7 separate regions of the Mus musculus genome follow, and all the other regions are linked to region 7. Evidence: chromatin contacts called from public promoter capture Hi-C data. All regions are on one chromosome and are shown on one strand. Each heading gives the region's core, a stretch centred on a gene start, on an enhancer-like site or on the middle of the called end of the contact. The rest is flanking DNA. Distances are from core to core; before and after follow the strand shown. Region 1 holds the start of Sp2 (Sp2 transcription factor). Region 2 holds the start of Rab5c (RAB5C, member RAS oncogene family). Region 3 holds the start of Nfe2l1 (nuclear factor, erythroid derived 2,-like 1). Region 4 holds the start of Osbpl7 (oxysterol binding protein-like 7). Region 5 holds the start of Dnajc7 (DnaJ heat shock protein family (Hsp40) member C7). Region 6 holds the start of Scrn2 (secernin 2). Region 7 holds the start of Casc3 (cancer susceptibility candidate 3).

Evidence for each region. Promoter capture Hi-C pulls out the DNA fragments that hold promoters and counts their contacts. Capture Hi-C pulls out chosen DNA fragments and counts their contacts.
Region 1: a contact with region 7 is called in a promoter capture Hi-C map of liver, with 3 times the contacts expected there. The contact joins the promoter of Sp2 here to the promoter of Casc3 in region 7. A contact is called at or near these places in 3 of 39 promoter capture datasets (the C10 cell line, liver and pre-B cells) and 1 of 115 datasets of contacts at active chromatin or transcription factors (pancreatic cancer cells).
Region 2: a contact with region 7 is called in a promoter capture Hi-C map of the C10 cell line, with 7 times the contacts expected there. The contact joins the promoter of Rab5c here to the promoter of Casc3 in region 7. A contact is called at or near these places in 3 of 39 promoter capture datasets (the C10 cell line, cranial neural crest and embryonic stem cells) and 1 of 115 datasets of contacts at active chromatin or transcription factors (large pre-B cells).
Region 3: a promoter capture Hi-C map of liver shows a contact between it and region 7, with 3 times the contacts expected there. The contact joins the promoter of Nfe2l1 here to the promoter of Casc3 in region 7. A contact is called at or near these places in 2 of 39 promoter capture datasets (both in liver).
Region 4: a promoter capture Hi-C map of liver shows a contact between it and region 7, with 4 times the contacts expected there. The contact joins the promoter of Osbpl7 here to the promoter of Casc3 in region 7. A contact is called at or near these places in 1 of 39 promoter capture datasets (liver) and 1 of 115 datasets of contacts at active chromatin or transcription factors (pancreatic cancer cells).
Region 5: a promoter capture Hi-C map of hippocampal neurons shows a contact between it and region 7, with 4 times the contacts expected there. The contact joins the promoter of Dnajc7 here to the promoter of Casc3 in region 7. A contact is called at or near these places in 6 of 39 promoter capture datasets (cranial neural crest, embryonic stem cells, hippocampal neurons and 3 more) and 1 of 115 datasets of contacts at active chromatin or transcription factors (embryonic forebrain).
Region 6: a contact with region 7 is called in a promoter capture Hi-C map of liver, with 2.4 times the contacts expected there. The contact joins the promoter of Scrn2 here to the promoter of Casc3 in region 7. A contact is called at or near these places in 2 of 9 other capture datasets (adipose tissue and liver).

The regions. Positions count from the first base shown.
Region 1 is chr11:96,976,286-96,978,985 of GRCm38.p6, forward strand. Sp2 (Sp2 transcription factor) reads right to left here and starts at 1,403. Exons shown (of 7, transcript NM_001080964.2): 1 at 1,336-1,403. The coding sequence starts at 1,342.
Region 2 is chr11:100,736,701-100,739,655 of GRCm38.p6, forward strand. It overlaps Rab5c (RAB5C, member RAS oncogene family), which reads right to left and starts at 1,515. Exons shown (of 6, transcript NM_024456.5): 1 at 1,378-1,515.
Region 3 is chr11:96,828,717-96,831,494 of GRCm38.p6, forward strand. Nfe2l1 (nuclear factor, erythroid derived 2,-like 1) reads right to left here and starts at 1,252. Exons shown (of 5, transcript NM_008686.3): 1 at 1,103-1,252.
Region 4 is chr11:97,049,457-97,052,156 of GRCm38.p6, forward strand. Osbpl7 (oxysterol binding protein-like 7) reads left to right here and starts at 1,364. Exons shown (of 23, transcript NM_001310509.2): 1 at 1,364-1,497.
Region 5 is chr11:100,618,291-100,621,193 of GRCm38.p6, forward strand. Dnajc7 (DnaJ heat shock protein family (Hsp40) member C7) reads right to left here and starts at 1,337. Exons shown (of 14, transcript NM_019795.5): 1 at 1,238-1,337. The coding sequence starts at 1,314. It also overlaps a transcript of Nkiras2 not described here.
Region 6 is chr11:97,028,539-97,031,287 of GRCm38.p6, forward strand. Scrn2 (secernin 2) reads left to right here and starts at 1,414. Exons shown (of 8, transcript NM_146027.2): 1 at 1,414-1,517; 2 at 1,878-2,051; 3 at 2,342-2,523. The coding sequence starts at 1,878.
Region 7 is chr11:98,808,468-98,811,276 of GRCm38.p6, forward strand. It overlaps Casc3 (cancer susceptibility candidate 3), which reads left to right and starts at 1,341. Exons shown (of 14, transcript NM_138660.2): 1 at 1,341-1,624; 2 at 1,992-2,019; 3 at 2,431-2,468. The coding sequence starts at 1,397. Gm12359 (predicted gene 12359) reads right to left here and starts at 1,622. Exons shown (of 3, transcript NR_033551.1): 1 at 1,209-1,622.

The sequences.
Region 1 (2,700 bases), core at 153-2,652, 1.8 Mb before region 7:
AGCTCAGCCGTAGAGGTGCTTGTCCAACATTTGTGGATTCAACCTTCATCACCACAGGGGGGTGGGGGGGGGGTGTCTCAACTCAGGGTTTTGTCCTCTGTAATGCCAAGGGCCTTCTAGGGCACAGCATGGAACAGCTGTAGCCTGTTCCTGCCAGTACACACTGAAAAGTTAATCGCCTTTCTACAATGAAATCTGTATAAAGGGGACCCTTGGGCCAATTCCTGGCTCACAGACCACTGGCTATGGTCTGCCTCTCTCCTCGTTGACAGGCCTCTACAGGCCCAAACTTTTATTTTGATATGTAATAATCCTGTAACCTCCTAAAAATGGGGAAAGTTCAGGAGAAAAAACCAAACAGAGTCCCCCTGGATCATGTTAGTTATGAAACGATTAAACATGACAGGCTATTAGAATCAAAACCAAGGAATGTAGAGAGGACAGGTTTCTCAGTCGCCCAGCGCAAAAGACAGTTCCTTTTCTACTAAAACTAGAATAAGGCACTGGGAAAGAAACCTAAGAAGGAAGGGAAGATTCTGAGCACCCTTAAGCCAGCAACGCGGATGAAGAAAAGCATCTATTTTATTTCTTAGGTCATCTGTTACGAGCGATAGCGCCTACGCTTTTTTGGAATTCCAGTGCATTTTTGCCCAACCCCCCCACCCCCCGCAAGGGGCATCGGGCCATAGCCTGGGAGCTCTGTCCACAAGTTCTCCAAACTTCTAAAATTCCAAGAGCTTGCAGATACTAGCCGCAGGCTCAAGGATCCAGGTATAAACATTAAAAGTCGGTTTTTCGTTCAGCAGTCATCTGCCTAGGGCGTTCCCTCCAATCCTGCCACCCTCTGGGACTGCGGTGGCCCGGCCAGCAGGCTGCAGTTCAGACCAGCAGGGCCCATCTGACTGGCACCACCTGGGTCCCAAGCCTGGGCTGCCCACAGGACGAGCCCGAGGGGGCGTCGGCCGCCTGCGTGGAGCAAACTCGGGCGCAGGCTGAAGGCCCGGCGCGACCCAAGCTGAGGGGGCGAAGGGGGTTATCAGGCTCGCCCTGCTGCCCCCGCCGCCTGCCAGCCCCGGAAGCGCCGCCCTCCCGCCCGGGGCTCCGAGGGGCGGGGAGTCTAACGCCCCCTTCCGGGTGCCTCCGCCCGGCCGGCCAGCCGCGCTCCTCCTCCGGGCGGGAATCCTTCCTCCCCCGCCCCTCCCGTAGCCGGGCCCCGGCGCCAGTCCCAGTCCCAGGGGGGCACCCCCGGTTCCGGCCTCCCCTCCCCGAGGCCTCTGTCCGTCTTCCCGACCCTTGAGGGCCGGGAAGACGCCGCCGGCAGACGCCAGGACCCACCGCTCATTACGACATCTTCCTCCCTGGCCTCCGCCGCCTCCGCCGCCACCGAGAGCCTGACACCGCCCGCCTAGCACCCGCCAATCCCGGAGCCCGCCACCGCCCGAGCGACGGCAGCTTTTACCAATGAACGCTTGGTACATTGGGGACCGACAGCATTTTCAACCAATCATTGGGAAGCATCTAGAGTGACGTTGGTCTGGCCAATAGAACTGTGAAGTGTCATTGATAGACGGTAGGAGTCGCCAACCGGAAATCAACGGGGGAATGAACGACGTATCCTTTAGCCAACTGGCGGGAGGCAAAGTCCCGCCTGCTAGGAGGTTGATGGACAGCAACAGGAAGCTGGGTGAGGAGGGGCTTAGCCGAGAAGTGTTTTTGTATTGGTCGTAATTGACCTTCCACCCACCTCTAACCCAGCAGATAAGTGATAGATCTGCCCTAAAGCCAATCAGAAGTGCTACTGTGAAATGCCCCGTAAAGAGCTTATACATCTCTCAATACAGTCTGGCATGGTGAGTCTCAAGTGTAGCTGTCGGATACGCGGTGCCCGGCCCCCAGTGAGCGCATCGCCTTCACCTCAGGCCCTCGCCCGCCATCCATCGCCTCTCGAGAGTCGACGACCTGGCAGGAGTTGGGTTACCTGGCACTTCCTAGAGGGAATTGTCATTATGTCATCTCAAGCCCCTGTTAATCTTCACCAATGTTTCGCAGAGCTTCCCTGATCCTCTCAGCTTCAGACAGGCGTGTTTGAGCCTTTATCAAAAGCAGATCCCTAGGGTCGTCCCTAGTTACATTTGCTATTTCCCGGGGGGCGGGGTGTGTGTGCCTAGAATCTGCATTTTAGCCTGCGCCTCAGGTGGGCAGAATTGCACGCTGGCATCCTAGCGACCCTGCTTGGTCTCTGCTTCATCTCCTCCTGTATGAGGGGCCGTGCTTGACAGGCACCACAGGTAGGTTTAGCTTTCTCTTCCAGGCCCTCTGCGAACGACTAACTTAGGCAAGCTGTACGTAGCACTCAGAGGGAATTCACGCTGGCTTGAGACCTGCGTGGGTAGGAAACCCCACACCCCATCTGCAGTGGACCCTTAGACTCTTGTTGAAGCCAGAGCACTCACACATCCACCTCATAGTACCACCCTTCCTGGTTGGTTTTGTTTTGTTGTTTTAACCCACAGTGAGAAAAAAATGTTTTACATCCAGTAAATTAACTTATAAGAACATGTAACAAAGCTTCCCAAATCAACATTTGAGAGACATTGATCGCAGGTAGATGAGACACATACATCCCTGCTGGGGTCTTATTTGCTGAGGATCAAGTCCCCAACACTAAGCATGAACTGTATAAACACTAAGCATGAACTG
Region 2 (2,955 bases), core at 265-2,764, 1.9 Mb after region 7:
GAAAAGCATCTTAAGTTGATCAGATCTCAAAAAACCAAAAAAAAAAAAGTTGATCAGAGATGCCCAAGGACTGAATGGCTTTCCCACTCTTCCTCCACTGCAAGACAGCAAGGGTCAGCTGTGGCTTCAGAATCAGGCTACTCCTCAGGAAGGCAGTCTCTAACCTGTACTTTGGCCGCATAACAAGAGAACCTTCCAGCTTGGTCAGAGATACCAGCCATTTCACACACTTAAGTCCCAAGGAAAACACAAGAATCCTGTGTCAATACAGTAGGGGAACTGGCACTTTCCAGCACACATAAGCAATTCCTTTACGGACGAAAACTATACCTGCCACGGTGATGTGGACTAACTGCTCTGTGAAAAAGTCCAAGCCAAGAGGGGAGTGGAGACTCTGGTGAGGAATGGACCTGTTGCTCAAGTGTATAGTGGTGTGTGATTCAGGGTGGTTAAGAGATGGTGCCTCAATTTCACACTACTCCTATTTGGTCTATTCTCCACCCCTATAGATAAGCAGGCAGCAGTCTCTCTAAGGAAACCACTCACATGCTCTGGAAGGACAGGGCTGGGCCTGAAGCAGGGGGGAAGGAGGAGGGGAGACAGAAGATAATGAATGGGCAGATCCTCCCTGATCTGTGATCTGTCCCTAGGATTGAGCAGAGCTCAGCTAAATTCTTTAGAGGCAGGAAGACGAACACACACTGAGAGAACTTAAGACAGGGCTGGGGGCATAACGTGCAGTCCAAGGAGAAGGCTGCCATTCCGTCTAAGTGACCCAGAATTCAAACTCTGCTGAGGTCCTCGTAAGCTCAAGAGGAAGTAAGGAACTGTAAGCGCGCAAAAACACTTCTGTGCGTGTACAACACTCTCATTCCGACATCCCCCCCCCCCCATCCCCGCATCTCCGAAAGGAAATCGAGATAAAGATAATTTCAGGGCTGCAGGGGGACAACTGGGTTTTTGGTTGGGATTGGGGAGTGGGAGGCGTAGAACACAGGAAAGGAAAACCAGGAGAGACAGCACTCTCCGTCACCTCTAAAAGAGAAGGGGGACAGGTTCCTTCGCACCTGGTAAAGACTCTTTGATTTTGAAAGCTGAGGGGGTGGGGAGCGGAACTTAAGAGTCCCTCTCTCCCACAAGTGGACTGGACAGGCCAGAGGAGAGCCTCAAAAGACTCCCAAAGGCTCCCGAAGGACAGGTTAGCGAAGGAAAGAGGAGCTCCCCCTTTGGCCTGACGCCCTGGTGAGCCCCTAAGAGGGGGCTACGGGTCGGGGGAGGGGTCAGTGTCCCCCTAAGCTAAGGTTGGGCAGGAGGAAAGGGTACCCCAGGGAGGCTACCACACAAGTGAGACACTGGCCCTGGGACAGGCACACTCACCGCGGCTCCGGGCAGCAGCGTTACTTTGGGCCGGGGCTTCCACAGACTCCGCTCCTCTCCCCCCCACCCCCGGCGGTGTCCCAGGCTCCGGCCTCCACTTCCGCCTTTCAGCCGCTCCGGATCCGGATCTTCAGCTCTGCCCCGCCTCTCTATATTCCCAGGTGACTGACAGAAAGAACAGACCAATGGGAGACACTCCGATCCTACCCACAATCAACGCGGGAAAGGAGGGAGAGTGCGCGCGAGGGATGGCGGGACTTGTAGTTCTCCGCACAGGGAGGAGCCGGGGGCTGCCTGGCACTTGGGTTTTGGGTGGAACCGGCTGCCGGTGGGGCGGAGCCGGTCCAGGCCTGCTTATCGCGTCACTGCCAGTTCCAAGTGCCGCGAGGGAAGGCGTGTGGCTGAGCTTTCCAAGAGAGCAGACAGAGGGCTGTTCATGCAGAATTGAGAAAGGAAAAATATGATGTTCACGTAGCCGCGCAGACCGGTCGTGTGCCCTCGGCAACTTGGAGAAGCCAAGCCCGCCCAGGAGGCTGATTGTTGAGGACATTCTATTATAGGAAAGGCGATGGAGTCAGGTGTAATGGCTCGATCCGAAGGCAGAGGCTTGCAGATCTCTGTGAGTAACAGCTAGGGTTATGTAGTAAGATCCTGGCTTAAAAAAAAAAAAAAAAAAGAAAAGAAAAGAAAAAGAAAAAAGAAAGAAAAAAAAAAGGTGATGAAATCTCTGAGAGCTCTATAGAATGGGCTCTCTGGGGGCTAGCGAAACGGCTCGACAGGTGAAGATGCTTGCAGCCAAGCCTGACTGAGTGCCGTGCCCAGGACTCACATGGAGTAAGACAGACTCCCACTAGTTGTCTTTTGACAACCACCCATCCACCCTCCCTCCCGCTAAATACTTGAAGAAATGTAATTTTTTTTTTTTAAAAGAAGGAGTTGTCTAGAGGATACTAAATGGTTGAAAAGGAGACCTGCTGCTGCCAAGGGTTGCTCTCACTCTCTCTTCCTTTCACATGGGCTCTCACTATGTAGTCCTGATTGGCCTGGAACTTACTTTGTAGATGGGTTGTATTTGAATTCACAGAGATCCTCCTGCCTCTACTTCTGGAGTGCTGGGATTAAACACATGTGCAACCACCACGACAGACTAAGCTTTCTTTCTTAGGCTCTGTTCCCAAATATACCAGACCCCCTCATCTCCCTCACTCTGCCCCCAGTCAGAATTAGCGCTCCTTCAAAGACTACCTGTGTTCTCTCTACCCGTCACTATAGATGAAAACCACTAACCCTTCTACCACAGGTCAGTTCTGTTTCTGTTGCTTCTAATTCCTTCTGTATGAATTAGGACCACTTTTTGTTTGTTTGTTTTTTGTTTTTTGTTTTTCGAGACAGGGTGTCTCTGTGTAGCCCTAGCTGTCCTGGAACTCACTTTGTAGACCAGGCTGTCCTCGAACTCAGAAATCCTCCTGCCTCTGCCTCCCTAGCGCTGGGACTAAAGGCATGCGCCACCACGCCCGGCATGAATTAGGACCACTTCTGTTTAACCTCATCCTCCAACACTGGCCTCTTTCTGCATCT
Region 3 (2,778 bases), core at 2-2,501, 2.0 Mb before region 7:
CCCCTTTCCTATCATTCTTTCATTCGTTAATTAATTAATTTATTTTTTTAAATAAAAGACCAGCCTAATAGCACAGGCCACTCAGAACGTTGAAACGTTAAGATCAGGGGTTTAAGACCAGCCTGGTTTCAATAGTAAAATAAAAGAATGTCCAGGACAAGGATACAGATCACGGGTGCCTGGTTAGAGGCCCTAGGTCCAATCCCCAGTATGGCAAAATAAAAGAACAGGGTAGGGTACAGGAGGACAGTGGAAGATTGTGGAGCCGTGCTCCACCTGGAATTTGAATTCACAGGTTTTAGCTTTATTCACATGACCTTCTGAGCCAAAGCAGAAGGATATGGCCAAGTTCTCGATCTCACTTGCCAAGTGGGGAGAAGGTAAATTTGCCTTCCCATTTCTGATTTCTACTTTTGAGCTTCCATTAAATTCCTAAACTCCTCTACTGTGGCCCACTATCAACTTCGCTCTAAAGGTGAAGTGGGAGCGACACGTAGGAGACACACACACCCACGAATACCCTCATTCGGTTGAGTAAACATCCCTGCTTTTGAAACCCGCCCGTCCTCGCGCAATTTACTACTAAAACTTCCCAAGAGCCACTTAAAGTTTGAGAGAGCAGACAAAGTTCTTCAAAGCCCACAAGGCCAAAGAGAGAGCGCTCCGGCCCCAGTCCGGTCCCACCCTGCCGTACCCGAGTCTGGATGAGACCAAGCTGCCATGCCCACTCTCGCCGACGCGCCTCCAAGCTTTCTGGGACACGGAGCGACAAGTGCTACTTTGCTGGCCTTGACCCACCCTTAAAAGCGAGCCTCACCCCGCCCTCCGTTCCCCAGGCCCCACCCCGCTCGCGAGCCCAGCCTCACCACGCCCTCCCATGCCCTCGGCCCTTCTCAGTCCAGCCCACCCAGGAACACGCTTTCTGGTCGGCCCCGCGTTTCTTTCCGGCCGTGTCCAGGGCCCGAGCCCGATCAAGACCCCTCTCGGCCTCCCGGGTCCCGCCTCCTGCTCCTCAACCACATCTCGCCGCCCCTTATCCCACAAGCTTTCGGCCCTGTTGCACCGCGGCTATCTCGTTGGGGAAGGGAATTAGAGCAGGTACCCGCTGCTGAGGTCACAGTCTGTCGCTGCCGCCACAGCAGGCCCTCAGCCCAAGTCCCGGCCTCGCCACCGCCGCCGTCGCCGCCACCTCCGGCCGGCCTGGAGCGCCCAGCCTCGGCTTCCCTCCCCGCCCCCTCCTTCCACTGCACTCGGAAACCCGCCCGCCACGGCCACCCCAGAAACAGTTGGTCCAATCAGATAGCCGGGACTAGAGTCGTCACCGGATGTCACTTTGATTGACAGCAAAGAAAACCCAATAGTCGAGTTTGTGTCTGCCCACTCGGCACAGTCCTCCCGAGACTGACGTGGAGAGAAGTCCAATGAGTGTGCAGGCCCGCCCCCCGGTATGGACCCACCAATGAGTGAGGCGAAGGCCCTAGTGTCCGGCATTCTGAACCTCTCCGCTGCGGGTTGGAGGTGGGCGGTGTTGTAAGTTAGGTGATTCTAGCTCATTGTGTGCCTAGGAATGCGGTCCTTTAAGGCAGATAATGGAGCATTGACGCCGGAGCCCGAGATTCCGTCCTTGAGGGTCCCCACGGTGACTTGTAAAAGTCCAGTGAGATCCGAGGGGGGGGCCGAGGCGGAGTACGGAGCATGTGGCTCTGATGGTCGCGACGTTCGTGTCGCCATCTTGAGTCCTGGCAACGGAAACCGGTACCCCCTGTCTGCCTTAGAGCCTGGTGTAACCTGTTCGTCAGGCAGGAAGGGTGGCATCTTGTAGCCCAGGCAACAGTCAGGTCGTGGAAACTGCGGGGCAGACGAGGGCCTTAGAGAAATGTTGGTAGTGTGATAGATAGGACATAGTAACTCGTTTTTGCCATCAAAGAAACACCGGGAAGAGCCCCTCCCCTTCCTCTAACCTCGCACACAGCTTAGTTTTTGCTTTTCAGGAACGTTCCATCGTTGCCAGAGTTCCCCATACAACTATAGTACCAAAACATTTTTTGTGACTCAAATATAAGTGTGCTCTCAACATCATTTATTAGATTCCAAATTACAAAGCCTTTGTGAGATTCTTGTTCAGTGACCCTGTGGTAGGGGCCTGATAACGTTCCCTATAAGTAATTCTGATACAGCTGGTCCGAAGACCACATGTAGGAAATCATTGTATTGAAGTTTGTACTGTGTAGCTGTGGGACAGAGGTGAGATGCCAACTGAGTTCTTGTCTCCTTTTAAGAGGCCATAATCTAGTTGACAGTTCATTATTCGCTGTCCTTGTGCAATTAAGGACAAGGCCAACTGATAATGCAGCAGATAAGTTCACTTCACGCTGTGCTAGGAGAGTTAGCACCAATATGGAGGGGTTCTCAGAATGTAAAGTACGTTTCACAGATATAATATGCACCAAGAATTCAACTGATTCTTACAAAAATTATTAAGCTACCACATACCTTTTTAAATGGAAACAAATTATTTTGAGCTAGTTAACACTTTCAAAGACTGTTTTTACTTCATCGTTTTTTAGTGTGTCCCAATAAATTACTAGAATACAAAATTTATGAAAACTAGACATTTGTGTATTAATTGTTGGGTCTTCAAAACAACAGGCATAGTGTCCCATGCCTTTAATCCTGGCACTCTTGGAATCTTTGTGAACTCAAGGGCATTCTCATGTACGAAGAGTTCAAGATCAGCCAGGGCTACAAGTGTTGGGTTTCAGAGGGGTTATTTTACTT
Region 4 (2,700 bases), core at 114-2,613, 1.8 Mb before region 7:
CCATCTTCCCTAGTTGCCTGTCCTTCCAAATACTACATCTCACGTGCTTTTCCTTACGAAGGCTGGGGGAACTAGAGTTCTCATGTAATAGGAGCCCTGGGGGCTATGGCAGGAGGCCCTCCCTGAGTCTTGGGAAGTGGCACCTCCCGCCTGTGGCCTGCCACTGTTCTTGATCCTGAGTGGATCAGGGTGAATGTGGAGTGACTCCTTAGCATTCCTTCCCAGACTTGGAGCAGTGCCGCAGCGTCTTTAGTCCTGGACAGTTGGAAGATCTGCAGCAGCTATCCTCTGGCCTGGGCCAGGACCAGCTTCCCACAGTCCCCACCTCTGCAGATGCCCAGGGATACTCAATCATTTAAAAGGCCCTTGAGGCTCTGGATGTCAGAGTAGCTCCTCCTGGTGCCACTTTGCCTCCAGAGGCCTGCCTGGTGCTGCCCACTGCACCCCTCCCTCTTGGGAGGCTAAATCCATGCTGAGGTTTTGAAGGGAGCCCAGACAGCAGGTACTGCTGTGGTGTGTAAGACTTTGATGTCTAGAAAGGTGGAGCAGACGATTGGCCCACATCATCTCTGCAGCCACACAAGAGCCTTCCATCATACCAGAGCCTGCTGGTGCTACCATTTCTCAGGCACCAAACCTGTTAGTCCGTGCTCATCCATTTGGGAATTGTAGGTCTTTCTCATAATGTAATTCTTGATTATTTCAGCAACTGAACACAGTGGGGTAAAGGTGTTTGAGGGTCAGGGGAGGGGCCCCAGCTAGTCTTTGTTTTATAACTGCCAGCCCATGACTGCATAGCTGCTCCCACCTCTCTGCATCTCTGCTCCTAGAGACTTGCTGCACCCATACTTCCTGATTGCCACGGACTGACCTGGTAGGGCATTGCTCTCAATGAGGAGCCTCGGTGGGGCTTCAGCTGTCCCTCTTGCCTGCTGACTGTGCTCCTGGCACAGATTGTCATGTCCCAGAGTATGTGGGGGTGGGGTGGGACGGTGTCTCTGTCCCTTCCCAGTCAACCTGATATCTTTGCTGGTCCAAAATATGCCATCTATTTCAGGTGTAATTGAGAGGCAGGGTGAATAAGGAAATGGCCTTGAGTGTTCACTGGGGTCAAGGCCATGTTAGTCTGAATAAAATCCTTTACCTTCGATGGCTTGAAGCCAGCAGTTGTTCAGTCCTCTGAAGCATGTGGAACTATGCCCAGTGGGGATTGTGCCCCTCATTTCCAAGTCATTTGGTACCACTCCGTCCTTAGTCCTCCCGAGAGCAGGGGGGCAGAGCTGAGCGGCAGCCCGGAGCTTGGCGGGAGGAGGCAACGGAGGAGGGGCAGGTGGGGAGATCCGGCTGGAGGGGAGGCTCCGACGTCTCCTTCCTTCCTGGTTCCTGCAGTAGCTGCTGCAACTGCTCAGTTCTGTGAAGAGCTAGCCGGTGACTCGGAGACAGTCTCAGGCACAGCAGCGTACGGATCAAGAGGCTCTGGCGTCCATGGATCCTGGGGTAAGGGGGCCTTGCTGTCACGGCCTGACATTCCTGGGAAGGCTTCCTCTCCTCTGGAGCTGGTGGGTCTACTCCTCTGGTAAAGGCGCTGAGAATGGGGGTGGTTAAGGGGGGCACTCACCTGTCTCACTCCACCTCTCCTTCCTACCGGTAGATACTTCCCACCTCTGCGGGGGGGCCAGCAGCAAATGGCCAGGGTTCTAGCGGCCAGGACAAGGGCATAGAAATACCCCAGCACCGGAAGAGTTTTGAAACTTTAAATGGCTGAATGCAGGAGTTTCCCCTTGGGCCAGCCTCTTGTAGCCTGGTCCCTTATGCTGTGACCTCCTGGCCACACTCACACTGTCCCTTCCCTGCCCCTTCTGGGCCTCAACTCCTCAGGTGCTTGCTAGCTGCATGAAGCTCTGAGCTGCTTCCCCAGACACAGGGCAACATCACTCCTCCAGTCCCTTCCCCTTCATACACACACACACACACACACACACACACAGCGCTCATGCATTATTGATCTCCTGGCGGAGCCAGGATGGCCAGAGCCGGTGCCAAGGACGCCTGTGGGCACTGCCTCGGGACCTGGGTGGACCACGACATGTTCTTGGCCACCTCTTCTCCCACCCACAGTGTCATAGCCGGTCAGTGCCCTGCTCCTTCTGGGTGGGAGGTTTCTCAGGAACACAGAGGACTAACATGGTAGCAAGGGGCTGGTAAGGCTTTGCAGGGAAGAGAGTCCAAGGTGGGTATTCTCGGCGTGTCTGGGTGTCTGGTGAGAGGAGGCATGGGAAGATGGGACTGTCTCAGGCCTCAGTTTCCCCATGCAGAAAATGGGAGTGAGAACTGACAGCTATAGGGGGCCAGTTAGTAGAAGTTTGAGAACAGTTGTGCCAGAGGGGTGGCAAAGCCACAGATGTAGGCAGAGATACTGGATGGGGAGGCAGCTGAGCTAAGGAGATCTTGCTCACCAAGTCTCTGAGCCCCCCCTCCCCCCTATTTTCTTGGACTCTCTTCTTCCTTCATTCCCCAGCCTCACAAACACAGAGTGTTTCCTGGATTCCTGGGTGCATGTCCGGGACAGAGGCACACATTGGGTGCAGTGGCCACAGTGGGGGTTGGGTTGGGCGTAGCTGCCCAGGCCCAGGGGTGGTCAGGGAACTGGGGGTGTGGGGATGTCATGTGAGTGGAGGATGTGTGTCTCGGTGTGGGAGG
Region 5 (2,903 bases), core at 87-2,586, 1.8 Mb after region 7:
TCAAACAGGAGGAGGAGGAGGCAAGGCTAAACTTGATAGCTCTTGATCAACTACACTTTGTCTAGCATCTCAGCTTTCAAGTCAGGTACTACCATACACCTGATGACTACAATATTCCCCGTATCTCTCCGAGTACCGCTTATAAGTCTAACTTGGACAGTAAACCCCTCAGAATCCTGATTTCTAGACCTCCTGAACTGACTCTGTTCAAATTATTCAGCCTGAAGACATTCCCTACAGGCTTGGTATGAACATGAACCACAAGGGAAGGAGAGTAAGGGGACTGTAGTCCATCCTAAGAAAAGGATCAAATTAATCATGCTACTGATAAAAGAATCAGTTCACCTTTGGTATCAGAACAAGTCCCGCCCGCTCCCAAGCGTACTCTAACCCCCCCACCCCACCCCACCCCACCCCGCTTTGAAAACCCGTTCTTAAGCTGGTGTCGGAATTCACCAAGTGTTCGAGAAAAACCACTCACTCAGCACCTCCCTAGGCTAGGCCAGACTAGCAATCCCGAGCCACTGCAGCTGCCCAGCAGTGCCAACTGCATTTAAACAGCTGTTCTCCTTGAGCTTAAGAATGCTCTTGGGAGGAATGGCGAAGAAGCGTCTGCCCCCGTACTGCAAGAGACAAGCTCCTCATTCGCCCTTCTGTCTATCCATTCTTAACTTCTACGGCTATCGGGGAGTGGGGGGCGACCAGGTCCATACAGTGAGCATCCAATTCTCTCAGCCTCACACTAGAGACCACTAAGGGTCATTAGTGAGGAAAGGGAAGTGAGGAGGAGAATGCGGGCTTCGGAGACGACCAGTCAGGACGGGCAACAATGCACACAAGTTAACCAGAGCGGGCGGAGGTCGGGGCTCTGTTAAGGAAGTCGTCATTGTCGCCGCGACGCCTCCCCCACTCTGCAGCCGACCTCTGGGGTTCCTACCCTTCCCCCCGCCCCCGCCCGGGAACCCGGCCTCCACGATGAAGTCCACCTTCCTCCCCGCGGCAGAACAAGACCATGCCTCAAGCTCCCTGCTAGGCGGAAGCAGAAGGGGACAGCAGACCCCCTAAGTGTACCCCTTCAGAGGGATCTCGGTCGACTCCAGCTCAGATGGGGGCGGGGGGTGTCTGCAGGAGAGCCATCGTCTCTGCATCTGGGGGCTGCCTCGCTGGCGGGTCCACCTGCCCCAAGCCACGAGCTGCAAGCTCGTCTCCTCCATGACTCTACCACCCGGTTGGTTACCTCTTGGCGTCTTCGTCCTCCAGCAGTTCAGGCTCGGTCGCCGCCATTACCACATCGCACTCCGCGGTAGCCGCCATCTTACCGCCGGGACCAGAGAGCCGGGTGGGAGGCAGACGGTGTAGAGCACTTCCGGTCGGAGCATCGAGCCGCTCGGCGGCGCCGCGCCCAGAGGGACTCCCTCGAGCCCGTCTACCAACGAGAGGCTCCGCTTGGGGCCAGAGCGGCCTTCCATCCCTGGAGGTCCACGGTGGTCTCCGCGCTGGGGCGGGGGCCCAGGGACGGTTCCTGTGCGTAGGGGGCGCCACTTTACCCGTGAATAGGAGGAGGGTACAGAAGGAGGTTGCCTCTCTGGGCCTAAGCTTGCCTCAGTATCCCTACAGCCCGGTTGCCATAACAACTAGCAATCCTAGAGAGCCTCCGGTAACGCTTGGGAGTCCCTGGTGGGTGGAGACGGGGTCCCCAAGACACTTGAGGAAGAAAAGCCCCCCCCAAGACTACCTTCCTGACTTTGCAGTGTGTCCACAGCTTCCTCCCTGGAAAGGCATGAAGAGCTACTTTGAGCCCAATCCCCAGCTTCATCAGTTCCTGGAAGCCCTGCCCAACCAAGCGAGGGGAACGCAGGGCGTCTTCACCCTGCTCCTTTCATCCTCCACGGATCTCTAAGCACCAACTGGTTCATCACCCCAATGACGCGGACCCTTTTATGAGGCTGCTTTCATGTCAGCCGCTTGGGAGTGCCATCTCAGCGTTAAGCCTAGAAAGGATGACATGGCGCGCCAGCCCCTGCCCCGGAGTTTATAAGGCAGCTCATGGGGTGAGGTCCCTTTTCCTCAGTGTCCCCTGTACTCCTACTTCTCATAAACTCTACCCAGCACGCTTGTCTGGCCAGATGTTGTCTGGATTGGGAAGACAGCATAATTATCTTTGTAGTACCACTACCACACACAACAGTGTTGGATTAAATTGAGGCCCTCTGAGGTTAAATGTGGGGAGGAGACGACCTTGAAATTGTAATTTAAAGCCAAAAGGAACGAAAATAAGACAATGGAATTTAAATTTCCCTTAAGGAAAGTGTGTGTCAAAGTCCCTAACCTTATTTGTAGGTCCTTATCATTACTGACGGAGTGGAAACTACCTGGGCCACTGGATAGAGAATGATAGCTGGACCTCAGTGAATTGAAATGCTGTGACCCTTTAATATGGTTCCTCCTGTCATGGTGATCCCCAGCCGTAAAATTATTTTTTGTTGCTACTTTGTAGCTATAAATTTTCTACTCTTATGAATTGTAATGTAAATATTTTTGGAGATAGAGGTTTGCCAAAAAAAGTCATGACCCACACAGGTTGAGAACCACTGCCTTAATTAACGAATTTAATTTTTCACCCATTTTTCAACAACGGGGGGGGGGGAAACAATTTTTTTCTTCCTTCCTGAATTTCTTATGTTAGATTTCTTCTGTTCATCTGTTCAACATGAAACCTGGGGTAAATCACACAGACCCACTGCCCTTAGCTTGAAACCTTGTCATCAATGCTTTTTGTCCCCACACCACACATCCCCCAAGTCTTTTCATCCCAAACTCTTAAACAATAAACTTAGAGACTGCAAATAGTCTCCTAACTGATCCTCAGTTTCATCTTTGCCAAGCCTTGGCTCTTCCGAGAG
Region 6 (2,749 bases), core at 164-2,663, 1.8 Mb before region 7:
GTGGAGACAGGAGGCTCTCTGAGCTCGCAGGCCGGCCGGCCAGCCACCAAAGCAGAATCAACAAGATTCGGCCTTCATCCGAGGCCCTGACTCAGAGAAGAAGATGGAGCACAACCGAGGAAGACACCCAGTGCTGACCTCTAGTCTGCACAAAGGCACACCTACATGGTGGTGTGCACTTGCACACATGTATGTATACACACAGATAGTCTCTCAAAGTTGTAAAATATGTACAACAATGACAACAAAACGAGGTGCACAGCTCAAAAGATATGGCATCTAAGGTTGAAAATAAAAAAGGGGAGGCTGGAGAGATGGCTCAACGTTAAGAGCACCAACTGTTCTCCCAGAGGTCCTGAGTTCAAATCCCAGCAACCATATGGTGGCTCACAACCATCTGTAATGAGATCCGATGTCCTCTTCTGCTGTGTCTGAAGACAGCTACAGTGTACTCATATACAATAAATAAATCTTTAATAAAAAAAATAAAAAAGGGACCAGAAGGATGGTTCAGAAGTTCAGAGTGACGATTGATCTTGCAGAAGACCTGAGTTTGGTTCCCACCACCCATGCCAGGCAGCTCACAACCATCTGTGATTTCAGCTTCAAGGGATAGATCACCCTCTTCTGGCTTCTGTGGGCACATGCCTTCCCCTACATGTAATCCCCACACACATATTTACAAAATTTAGAAAAAAAACTTATTTTATGCGTTTTGATGTTTTGCCTGTATGTGTGCCTGCCTGAGCATCACATGTGTGTCTGGAGTCCATGGAGACCAGAGAGAGCATCAGGTTCACTGAAACGAATTACAAACAGCTGTGAGCTGATACTCGAACCCATGTTCTCCTCAACGGCAGCTTTGAAGCACCCAGTTATCTCTCTAGCCTATAAAAATACAAATTTTAAAAATTAGTAAAATAAGTGCCAGGCGGTGGTGGTGCACGCCTTTAATCCCAGCACTTGGGAGGCAGAGGCAGGCGGATCTCTGTGAGTTTGAGGTTAAGCTATTCTACAGAGCAAGTTTCATGACAACCAGAGCTACACAAAGAAACCCTGTCTCTAAAAAACAAAACACAAAAACAGTAATAAAATAAACAATACCGTAATTTATGAAATTCAAGTCAGGAAGCAGGTAGTGAAAGTTTTCCCTTAATCTCTAGAACTCCCAGCAGTGTTGGCTACTTTATGCATTCTTTCTTTTCACTAGGGCTTCTTTTCTCCTTCAGCTCCACCTCCTGTTAATGACTCTTATCTGATAAGGCTGTAGAGAAAGCCCGGGACTCTTAAGCAGGATTTGAAAGGTCTCTCAGCTCTAAGAAGTGGTGCTAGCTAGCGCGCACCCTCGTGGAAGACGGTGACATTGCAGGTGTCCTGTGCCGGTGCCGGCCCCGCCCCCGGGGACAAAGGCCTTCCAGGTCACCTACCAGAGAACCTGGGTCCAGGGGAACAGATCTGACCTGAAGAGGAGGAAGTGGCGCCCGGAACCGAGCCTGGGGGTCTTGGATGCAGAGAGGGTGAGAGACCGAGGCACTGAGGACTTGGAAAGGGGTGGACGGAAGAGGCGCGTGAATGTGGGCATGCGCAGGAGCGTGGGATTCTTGGAGCCAGCTTTAGTGCCTAGAAACTACCCTGTAAGTCAGCCTGGAAGGGCTAGGACTCCAAAACAGACGCTCTTAACTTGCAGAGTTTGCTCTGTCGCCTGACTCCAAGCCAAGTGCATTGTTAGTGCACACCACGCTTTGACAACAGTGCTGTTGTCCCAGAGCGTCAGGCTTCTCAGAGTGCACACGTGGGGAGGAGAGTGCCCTGCACCCCACCGGTGGCCAAGACTGTGGAGAGGTTTGAGGGACATGAACATCTCCACTTCTTCGCAGATGGCGTCGTCGAGCCCCGATGCCCCTTGTTCCTGCGACTGTTTTGTCTCTGTGCCCCCGGCCTCAGCCATCCCAGCTGTAATCTTTGCAAAGAACTCAGACCGGCCCCGAGATGAGGTGCAGGAGGTGGTGTTTATACCAGCAGGCACTCACGTCCCTGGGAGCCGGCTTCAGGTGGGTTAGGACTTAGAAGGAGCTGGAAGGTTGAGACGTTATTCCCAGACCTTCGTTTTCTTGCTCCTGGGACGGGAGCAGATGGAGTGGAACGAGTACGGAGTTCCAGTCCACCAACCTGGACCCTTGAGTGGAGTTAGCTTCTGCTAACTCGGTTTACTTATGTGTGACCTGAGAATAAGACCTTTCTCAGGGCCATTTAAAGTGGCTGACAAAGGGTCCGGGCAGTGTAAGTTCTGGGTCTTTTTTTTTTTTTCACTGAATTCTTCCTCTCTCTTCTTTACCTCCAGTGTACCTATATCGAGGTGGAACAGGTGGGGAAGACACACGCTGTGATTCTGAGCCGCCCCTCTTGGCTGTGGGGAGCTGAGATGGGGGCCAACGAGCTTGGTGTCTGCATTGGAAACGAAGCAGTGTGGACCAAAGAGCCTGTGGGGCAGGGGGAAGCCCTGCTGGGTATGGACCTGCTCAGGTAGAGAGCTGCTCTTCAGTGCCCCACTTCCTCCCACCTAGCCTGAGTCTATTGGGCTTGTCTCTGTTGGCCTTGCCCTTGAGGCCTTTCTAAGGCGGCTGCAGTCTTATATCTTCCTAGTCTGATAAAGGACCTCCCTTGGCCTAGAGTGCTTTAATTTTTTTTTCAGTACTTTTTGTTTTGAGACAGGGTTTCTCTGTGTAGCCTTGGCTGTCCAGGAATTTGC
Region 7 (2,809 bases), core at 91-2,590:
GAAAGTAGGATCCAGAGCAGGATTACAGGTATTGTCCCCTCATAGCCTGCATCTGGGGAGGCTGAAGCTGGTGGGTCCCGAGTGATGAAAAGGCTAGCTTGAGGTCATAGATTTTCTTAAAAAAAAAAAAAAAAAAGAAAAAAGAAAAAAAACATCCCAAGCTGGATTCCGACCAAACAACTAAAGGACAAAGTGGCATGCTATCCTTGTCCTTATTTAGACACTCAACTTGGCAGTCTTGCTGCACCATTTTAGATTGTGATGGATAAGATTCTTATGCCTTTCACACTTATTAAATCATGCATCCTCCATTTTGAGTTCAGGCAGTTGTTTCTGGAGCTGAACTCCATGATACATTTGGCCACCTGTCACCAGTTGAATCAGTCCCTGCAGACAGTCATGATTCCTTGGAGTCTCATACTGTTTATAGATCTGGTAAGCAGTGGGGACCTTTAGCTATTTATGAAAACAGCTCAGAGTCCTCTTAACTCATCTATTTGATGTATATTAACAATATGCAGTAATAAATTAGCTTACAAACTATATGTTGCTGCAAGGTAGTTGTGCTGAGTTTTCTTTCACTGCTGATAAATGCATACCCAAAGCATTCTCTGTAGAGTAACAATGCACCAGGATTTGAAACTAATACCTCGAGACATTGAAGGGGCAGAGAGGGTCCAAAACTAGCCTCTTAACTAGTCAAGGGTGATCCAGCTCTGATGTTTTAAAAGCATAGTAAGACTAGTGTCCTTCCAACCTTCAGTTCTCAAAATGAGATAACTAGGTTAGGAAGACACATGGAGAAAGGAGATTTTGAATACACCCAGGAAACACCGCAATACTAAGTTCTGTCCCCACTGCAGTTTCTCCTTTCCCCTAAATTTAGACTGAGGTGAAGAGCTGGCAACTGACGCAGGACTAAAGGCTTTTTCACCTGGACTCGTGATTTTTAACCATGCGAAGGAATACAGTAAAATGTTCTGTATAGAATTCAGGGGAAAGCGAGCAATGGAAAACGAAAATCATGCAATTGCTCCAACGTCGCACTGGAGCTAGAAGAGCTCGAAACCCTCCCCAAGGAAAGTCCAAGATGGCCGAGCTAAGAACCCGAAGAGGATGCAATAGCCCCGCTCCCAGGCGCCCTCCGCCCGCCGGGGCTAGGGGTGTGGGGGTGTGGGGAAATAAAGCGCTAGGCCACGCCTCCTTACATCACCGACAGACGTCATCTCGCTCTCCAGAAAACGTGCCGCAGGGTGCAGGCCCCGCCCCGCGGAAAGAAGGGCGGCCCTCCCTGGACGTGAAGCACGCTGGGACTCCGGAGTCTCGAGCTTCCCGGCAGCCTCCGCGGCGGGCGTGGTGCGTAAGGAGCTGACCAGCGGTGGCCGTTCTCCGTAAGATGGCGGACCGGCGGCGGCAGCGCGCTTCCCAGGACACGGAGGACGAGGAATCCGGGGCTTCGGGTTCCGACAGCGGCTCTCCGGCGCGGGGCGGCGGCAGCTGCAGCGGGAGCGTCGGAGGCGGCGGCAGTGGCTCGCTGCCTTCTCAGCGCGGCGGCCGCGGCGGGGGCCTTCACCTGCGGCGGGTGGAGAGCGGGGGCGCCAAGAGCGCCGAGGAGTCTGAGTGTGTGAGTGAGCGGCGGGCGGTCCAGGGCGGCGACCCGGCAGGGGGCGGGCTGGAGATGCTGTGAGATGCCGGGCCTCCTCTTAGAGGGAAAGAAAGGTTGTCCCGCTGCGAATCTGCATCCACCCAGAGCCCCGGGGAAGGAGGACTGGGTGGTTTCTGAGCTCAGGGCGTGCAATGTTTACACGGAAACTGGGGCTGGGATGTAGAGAACCGCCATTCTCGATGTGACTTCTGAAGATTTATCTTGCCCCATATTCCTACCCAACCATCTGTGTTGATTCTTCAGTCGTCCCTCACGGTTATCTGCGGGTGGGCTCCCCGCGTCTGGAAATCACCAACTCTAACCTGTGTGATCTTCTTCCTCCCAGGAGAGTGAAGATGGCATGGAAGGAGATGGTGAGTAATTTTACTTTATCTTGAATTCTTGTGGATGTAAATTAAGGCCATGTATATCTTACACTGGGTCTTTCTCGGTTTGTTAGGGGTTTTTGGAGAGCGTTCCCCGGGAGTGGCGTTTGTGTCATGGTGATGATGAGCATGCTTGTTTGGTTTGGTTCCTTTTTGGAAGGTGACAGATTGAGTGCACTGTGGTGACTTAGAATAACACCTGACAACAGCATAGTTTTTCGTCAGTGTGGTCCCAAAGTTCTCCATCTGTCAACAGAAACTATAATTTTATCTGCCCCAGAAAGTTGCTGCGTCCACAAATTAAGTGAGGATGTTTGCCTGGCCCAAAACGAACTGTCAGAAATGTAGTAACAAACGTTTATGTTATTACATATCACATAATTTGTCTTTTCCTTTCAGCTGTTCTTTCCGATTATGAAAGTGCAGAAGATTCAGAAGTGAGTGTGATAGATTCTTTTTCCTTATGGCGTAAGTCAGAAAATGTCTCTTTAAAAAAACCTCTAGCTGTGTGGTACAAAAATTCCCTGACTTGCTTCTCTTATACATTCTTCTCGTGTGCTTTTAAAAGTCTGTTAGAAGTCTGGTGATGGTGGCACATGTCTTTAATTCCAGCCTTGCCCGGTTAATGACTGCAACTTGAAGCCACACCTCTTGAAGGGACAGGTTACACTTAGTTGATTTATTCTCAGTAAAGAAAGTGAGTTTGTGAGTCAGAGAATACGATGCTGAAATCCTTTACAAGGTGTTGGACAGGGTCCTTTATATGTCTGGATTGAGA